2 separate regions of the Hordeum vulgare genome follow, and region 1 is linked to region 2. A link is a contact called in public Hi-C data. All regions are on one chromosome and are shown on one strand. The core of a region is the stretch at or near the end of the contact, and the rest is flanking DNA. Distances in the headings are between cores, read along the strand shown.

Evidence for each region. A called contact is a pair of places that touch in the nucleus more often than the background predicts.
Region 1: a Hi-C map of seedling shows a contact between it and region 2, with 3 times the contacts expected there. The contact joins the promoter of LOC123399396 here to the promoter of LOC123399388 in region 2. A contact is called at or near these places in 3 of 6 Hi-C or Micro-C datasets (leaf and seedling).

What each region holds. Positions count from the first base shown.
Region 1 is chr5H:478,141,072-478,144,630 of MorexV3_pseudomolecules_assembly, reverse strand. LOC123399396 (ETHYLENE INSENSITIVE 3-like 3 protein) reads left to right here and starts at 1,876. Exons shown (of 3, transcript XM_045093812.1): 1 at 1,876-2,179; 2 at 2,272-3,559. The coding sequence starts at 2,459.
Region 2 is chr5H:477,813,507-477,817,581 of MorexV3_pseudomolecules_assembly, reverse strand. LOC123399388 (FT-interacting protein 7) reads right to left here and starts at 2,363. Exons shown (of 3, transcript XM_045093803.1): 1 at 2,041-2,363; 2 at 1,297-1,360; 3 at 1-1,206. The coding sequence starts at 1,117.

The DNA.
Region 1 (3,559 bases), core at 627-3,126, 330 kb before region 2:
TGAGGATGAAGGAGCAACCCTCACACATGATTTTAATAAGTCGGAAGTACATGTCTGACGCATAACATGTCATGCACTTTCTAGAAATTCATTGACAACTTTGAGATATATACGCACACGTGCAACTACTCAAGACGGATGAGCGCAGGGCGGGGCGCCGTTGGGCGCCGTGGTGGCGTCGACGGATGATTGGACTGGCAAGGATGACGCGTATCTCTTTCTTGAAGATGGGTCAGTGGTTCGAGGATGATGGCGGCTGGTAAAACGTGTGCGTCAGGTGTGCGTTTTAGGTGTGCTGCACCGGCTGTTGTTCCCGATACGTTATGTGGATGAATTGGAAACTACACCGGTCTTAGATATGCGGAGTGAGAGCACTCCACCTTATCGAGTTTGTAGGTGTGAGTGGTGGCTTTGGATGGATTGATGTATATTCTTGTTAGACCTTTGTCGAATAATTAATAAGATGGCTGCATGCATCGATTGGTGCAGAGGCCGAAGGTTTAACCTCCTTCTCTAAAAAAAAGAAAAAAAACATCGAAAATCATTGAATTTTATGTTCGAATTATGCATTCTGAATTACTTTTAAGTTTGAAGTATGTATTTTTCTCTTTGAATATTTTTTTGCGTGTTACATGTTGTTATGTGTATTCATACCGTCCAATGATCGACATGTATGTGTTTGAGGTTATGAAAATGTGGATGCGGTTGTAGGGGTGGACCTATAGGGGATGGCCGACTCTTGTTTACGCGAGCACGCTTGCGTTCATGTAGGGTGGGGTGGGGTGGGGTTATGTTTGTCTAGTCCAACTAAAGATGCTCTTACCTAGCTGGTCAAAAATGATATTCATTTTTGTGTCTTGATTGTGGAGGATAGATGGTTCCCTTCAAACTCTTTTACCAAATATTGCTAAGAAAAAATAGACCTTTCATGAAGTTAAGCTTGGATGATGAATTTGGCTCATAGAACTGACCGACCTCACAATAATTTTTGAAGCCTCACTAAATTTATGATAAAACAAAATATGCTCATGCGTGACTTATTTGATATCATGGATATGGTTTCACAAAATTACATGCTAAAAAGATTATCCATGGTCATGCATTAATTCAACCATAAGTACTTCACACACAATATCTATTCACCGGGCTCACTTCTGTTCGTCCGTACACTATACTAGCACCATGAGATCTTTGAACGCTACTGGCTATTTTCACTCGCAAAGGTTTGTGTTTTCTCTTTTTAAAGCTCAATTTCTCTCACAAAGGTGGAAGTGCTTGGATAGGTCGCAGGTTTATGAGTTTGGTGTGTAATTTAGTTGCAAAATTATCTGATTTCTTGATTGACCATAAACCAGGAGCGTAGCTTTGTATGTGATTTTCATAACAAAGGGAAATATTGATGTTTAAGGAACTTAAGCTTACCGTGGATCCCATCAGAATTTTAGCTCAAACCCCATCAACAAAACAATAACATTCCATCCGCTCATTACTATAAGATTTTTTTGAATATTTTTACATGGACTACATAGGACCTAAAGTAAATGAACAAACACACTAAAACGTGTGTACGTACATCCGGCTCAGAAAAAAGTCAGAATATCTTATACACTAGTGAACAGAGAGTGTACTTCATACGTACAACCAAGTCTTACATGTTAAGTGAAGAAAACAAGCCTTAACATCTTGGTGTACAGTGCTAAATACCGAAAATAGTTTTGGAGCGTTGAACAATGCCTTTGGGGGGTGTGGGCGGCACATTGGAGTGGCCACAAGGAAGTCCGCACAGCGAGCGGAAGCAGAGGATCCGAGGAAATACACGCGCCGAGGAGGTCCCGTGTTCGTTTGCCCTGTCCCTCCCTCCCCTTCCCTCGAGTTTCCTTCCTTTCCATTTCCCCCCATTTCCATTCGCCAATAAATAATTTCCACACGAGGAAACGGAATCTCGGGCAGAACCTGCGAATTTCCCCTTCCCCCGTCTCCAATCATCTCCCTCCTCTCGCCCATTCTTCTCCGAGTCCGCCCCCTCCCCCATCTAATCCGCCGCTCCATCCAACCAGCCAGCCAATCCTCGCCGCAATTCGCCGTTGCCGACGGCGGCGGCCCGCGGCCAAGCGAGGACTGCCGGTGCTGCGGCGGGGCGTGGGTTGGTTCCTCCCTCCTCCTCTTCCTCCTCTCTCCGGTAAGGAAACCCTAGATTGGTCCAGTGGGTTGTTCGTTCGTTCCGCTCCTGCCGATTTGCTTGCTAATCCGTCTTTCCCATGGCCCGGTTAGATTTTATCTTCTTCGGCTCGCGGTGCTGATCCTTAGCTGAAGCCTCAGGCGCGGCGCGGCTTGTCTACCAAAAAAATGGCGGCGGGAAGGCTGTTTCCATGATGATTCCATCCCTCGGTGGGACCAGGAGGGGTTGGGTGGATTGGGTGTGATCGGGACTGCCGACGCCATATCATCAGCAGCTCTCATGGATCAGCTTGCTTTGCTCGCGACGGAGTTCGGGGATTCGTCCGACTTCGAGGTCGACGGCATCAACGAGAACGATGTCAGCGACGAGGAGATTGAGCCGGAGGAGCTGGCCCGGCGGATGTGGAAGGACAGGGTCAGGCTCAGGAGGATCAAGGAGAGGGAGCAGAGGCTCGCCCTGCAGCAGGCCGAGCTGGAGAAGTCCAAGCCCAAGCAGATATCTGACCAGGCCATGCGCAAGAAGATGGCCAGGGCGCAGGACGGGATCCTCAAGTACATGCTCAAGCTCATGGAGGTGTGCAATGCCCGTGGCTTTGTGTACGGGATCATCCCGGAGAAAGGGAAGCCTGTGAGCGGCGCCTCGGATAACATTAGAGCCTGGTGGAAGGAGAAGGTCAAGTTTGATAAGAATGGTCCGGCGGCGATTGCCAAGTACGAGGCCGAGCACCTGGTGGATGCTAATGCTCAGAGTAGCGCCGTCAAGAACGAGCACAGCTTGATGGATCTCCAGGACGCCACTTTGGGCTCACTGCTTTCGTCATTGATGCAGCACTGTAATCCACCGCAGCGCAAGTACCCCCTGGAGAAGGGCACTCCGCCCCCATGGTGGCCTGCAGGGAATGAAGAGTGGTGGGCTGCCTTGGGCCTTCCAAGGGGACAGTTTGCTCCTTACAAAAAACCTCATGATCTTAAGAAGGTTTGGAAGGTCGGTGTGCTTACATGTGTTATTAAGCACATGTCCCCCAACTTTGATAAGATCAGAAACCATGTTCGCAAATCCAAAATCTTGCAGGATAAAATGACTGCAAAGGAGAGCCTGATTTGGTTGGGAGTCCTACAGAGAGAAGAAAGGCTTGTGCTCGGCATTGACAATGGTGTCTCAGAGATTACTCACCACAGTGCTCCAGAGGACAGAAATAGAGCTATGATCGCACACAGCAGCAGTAACGAGTATGATGTCGATGGTTTTGAGGAGGCTCCTCTTTCAACATCATCTAAAGATGATGAGCAAGGTCTTTCTCCAGCTGCACAATCCAGCGAGGAGCATGTCTCCAGAAGTGGCAGAGAAAGGGCGAACACTAAACATGTTTATCAGGCTGTT
Region 2 (4,075 bases), core at 1,114-3,613:
GCGCAGTCAAGATACCCAGCTCAAGGACCCCAATGTTATGCTTCCACAGCTGTTTGGCAGTTGGCCTTAGATCACTACTGTAATGCGTCGATTCATCCAAGACATGATATCCACCTTCAAGACAAATTCTCAAGTGAATCCTGCTTGAGAACTTGGTCTCCTTCCTCTGTTCGCCATCCACCATCACATGCTTCTCAAGATTATACCACTGGCTGTTCAGCAACTTGTGGTCCAGCCTCCGAGCTACATGCTGCAGTGAAATGACAGTTCTCCCAATTACATCATCCTTGCCTGGAGCAATCCTGTCTTCTACACTCAAAATCAGGTGCTCCTCGAACGGCTCAGCTGCAACAAACATCAAGTCCTCATTCCACATTGGATTCAGAGTCCTGCCTGGTGATACTCGGGTTCTAAGAGCCTGGTTTCCTAACATTGCTTTGACGTAAACCTCAGGGAATCTGGTCTTGTCATTTGGTATAAGATCTTGTGCTTCAATGACATTGACACGCAGATACCAAAGCTTGGGAGTAAGATAAACTTTTGATCTAATACTTGCAAGGCCATCGCCAGGGATTGATGCCGCATCAGAGTGCCAAGCTTCAGGAAATGCTTCATCTGCTTGAGTACCCATCCAAACAGCTAACATCAACTCTCCTTTGACCTTGTGCCCATTCCGTTCTTCCAAGCGATACCATTGTGGAGCCAACGGGCTGTCAGGTGGCACTCTCTTTGGGACCTCATTCAGGTCAAACATAACCCGTCCAATGTAGTCATCTTTAACAAAGTCTTTATCTTTGACGATAATCTCCACTACTGATGCCTGAATGCGCTCCTTTGAGAAGGCAAACACCTGGTTCCACTCAGGATTGGTCTTCTTTTCAAAATGCCGAGTTGTGCCCTTATAATTCCCGAGCTTCACCTCAACATACGGGTCACAACTTCCAGTGAGGTCCTTACTTGGAAGTTCCTTCGCTTTTACCACTCGAACATAAAGGTACTGCATCTGCTCAACCAGGTCATAGGTGGTGGTGAGCTTGTCACCTGCAGCTGCCCCACCAAGGTGAGGAGTAGTCTCCTTCAAGGAGTACTCCTCCGGGCGGAATGGCCTCTGCATCATCTTGAATGACAGTCTTGAACCAAACAATTCCTACTCAGGGTCGGAAAGGAAGAAAGATACAGCCAACAATGACTGATTCCCCAGAATGGCTGCAAGATAGAAAATAAGCATGGCCTTTAAATGGTTGTTGTAGGCAACAAAATGAAGGTTGGTGTACAGAAAGAAGAGGAGGTTGGCACCTTTGCAATCAACAATTCAGGCAAGGTCGCTTTCAACCGAACATTTCGTGAGAAAATTCTCCACCTGCCATGTGGGGAAAAACATCTACATCACCAATCTTGAAAAAACATGCGCGACAAGTATAGGGACTGAACTGAGGACACTAGAACATAAATGAAAAAACATCTGCAACAAGCATAACGACTGAACTGAGGCCACTACAACATAAATCCATTACACTGTACAGTACTTATCAAGCAGTACCCACTGCGGTAACTCAGACTTCAGAAAACGCTGGAACAGCATGTAAGTTCTTGGGTCATGAAGAACAGCTAGCCGGTGTTAATTTTGGAACATGAAGAGAACCCACAGCTTTAACTACCAGTCCAGGAAGAACTAAAACAGTGCATCTGAACTAGGAAAATACTAGAAGATCTAGATGGTGCGCCCGGTGCGTGGGATTTAACTAATCGCCGGACAAAAAAATAACCTCACATACCTCAAAACGGATGGCAGTAGGAATGTCTGTGCGGATAAAAAAGAAAAAAGAAAAATATGAATCTAATATAAGAACCGAAACCATGTAGTCGAAACTTGTAAAACCCTAGCAGCTCCGCGCCCAGATCCTGCACCCACCACAAATTCTCTTTACCGTGAACTAGCATCGTTTACTCCTACAGATCTTCCCTCGTGGCAAGCAAGGAAAAAAAAATAAAGGGAAAAGCACCAGGGAAGAACATGTGACTGCGCATTCCCTCACGTACCAGATTCCAGCATGCGACCTGATTCACGAGGAGGATCCCGAAAAGGACGGAATCGGAGGGGGAGATACTCGCAATCCGCAGAGGTTGGCCGGGAGTCGGAGAACAGGAGCAAGGGAGCAATGCTGAAGGATTTCAGCAGATCCTGAGGTGGCCGACCACCGGATCTGCACGCCGGAGCAGCTCCCCGCCGGCGGTCCCCGCCCTCATGGATCGATCTCTCGGGTTTTCTCCTCGGCAAGAACCCTAGGCGAGAGCTGAGAGGGATAAGCGAGGGTGGGGGGCGGGTGAGAGTGGGAAGAGTGTGGAAGAGTGAGGGAGAGCGGAGAACAGGGTGGGCCCCGGGGCGGCTTTTCTCATCGGCGTGGGGAGGGCGACCGACCGAGGCCATGCGGAGGGCGACCCAGCTGGACCCCGGTCGGCGGGCGGGCGGGCCGCGTGGGCGCGTGGACCCAGCGCGTGCGCCGGCGTCGGGCGGGAGGTGTTTGTGCGTGAGGGAGTTTTATCTGGATTGGCGGCGAGCGGGTGAGGACATGGTCTATCGGCGTTTGGTTGGTGGGAAGCCGCCGAGGAAGAGAGTTGTTTAGGTGTTTCCTTTGTGAGTTGATGACGGCGACAAAGTATTGTTGTCGTGAGACTAACCCGTTTTTTAAGGAAAATTTCGATTCCGCTCGATCGATTCAGAGTGGATTCGGTTTTAGTCCCTTGTTTAGAGAGAGAGAGAGAGAGAGAGAGAGAGAGATGACTTTAATTTGCTTCTTCTTGTTTAGGGGAATTGCTTGATTCTTGATGAATAATTTGCCCCGTCTTGCTTTAGGGCTTTGGTTCGATCTTTTGTATTTCTTCAATTGATATGAAATTCTTCTCTTTTTTCAAAAATATGATCCTTTCTTTTGCTCTCCTTCTTGGTCCCCCTTCATATGATGAACCTTGGCTTTCCATCCACTCACTCCATTGCCGTCGCACTTTTCATAATGAGAAGCATGCCATGAGGGATGAAATTATCGTTGCGTTAAGAAATTGTAGAAAAAGAATAGACTTTCGCTGGATTGATGGTTTGTAATTATTTTTTGTTCCTACTTTAGTGCTTTTAGTGATGTTTGTGAAGCAGCAGTAAGTGTATGCAATTTGAGAACAACATGCCCACTAATCATTTTTACGGATCAGTTCGAATGGAAGTGCTTCACGTAGAGAAAGAAAGCTTCGATAAGTTTACCACATAATTTAGGTATATATATATATTCGTTGAGAGTCGGCCAAGCCGGTTCCCTCTTCTTCCTTGAAAGCGACGCTCCTCAGTGTGTAGAAGTGAGTGGAGCGTGAGAGTCTCGTGTTCATAGTAGAGCTAGGATTAGATATAGGGCTAGGTGTATAGTAAAGCTTGCCTCTGGGTGTTTGGTATCGCAAAGAATTGAAGCTACTTTTCGATGCTTGTGAGCGGCATCCAGTGATGGTTGTCTCCTCGTTCAGTCGTTCTTCATGGTGGATAGCAATTGTTCGGGAGGGATTCGATGGAAGCTTTCCAAGAAAAAAAATCAGCAATGCTCTGAATCTGGTTATCTTAGCCTTCCTCCCCTCATTTTTCGCTGCCATGGTTTTGGACGAAGAAAGGGAAGCAAATCCATTTCAGAGTAACCATTGGTTATATTCCACATTTAGTAAGTGGTCATCGGTTTTTAAAAATAAAAATTCTCCTCGACACAAGCTAACTGCCATCTCCTCAAACGCCGCTCTTGTACCATGGATGGTTTGTCACCTTGTCACTCTATTTGATAACACAAAGGAGATTCTTCTACCAACACCGATAGGCTCCAAAATACTTAGCATCGAATGAATTCCCAAACAAGCCGAAATAGAAAACCAGAGATAAGTGTGGGAAAAGATCAGGAGAAGCGCGGGACCACGTTGCGAGCATTAGTGACTTTTCAACTTCATTTTAGGAGTAATTTTCAAGTTGATCCGTGTACTTATCTAATGGTCGTCCTTTTTGAAAATGCATTTTCTTCAAGACATATGTTAACAATCATCTCTTCAAAAA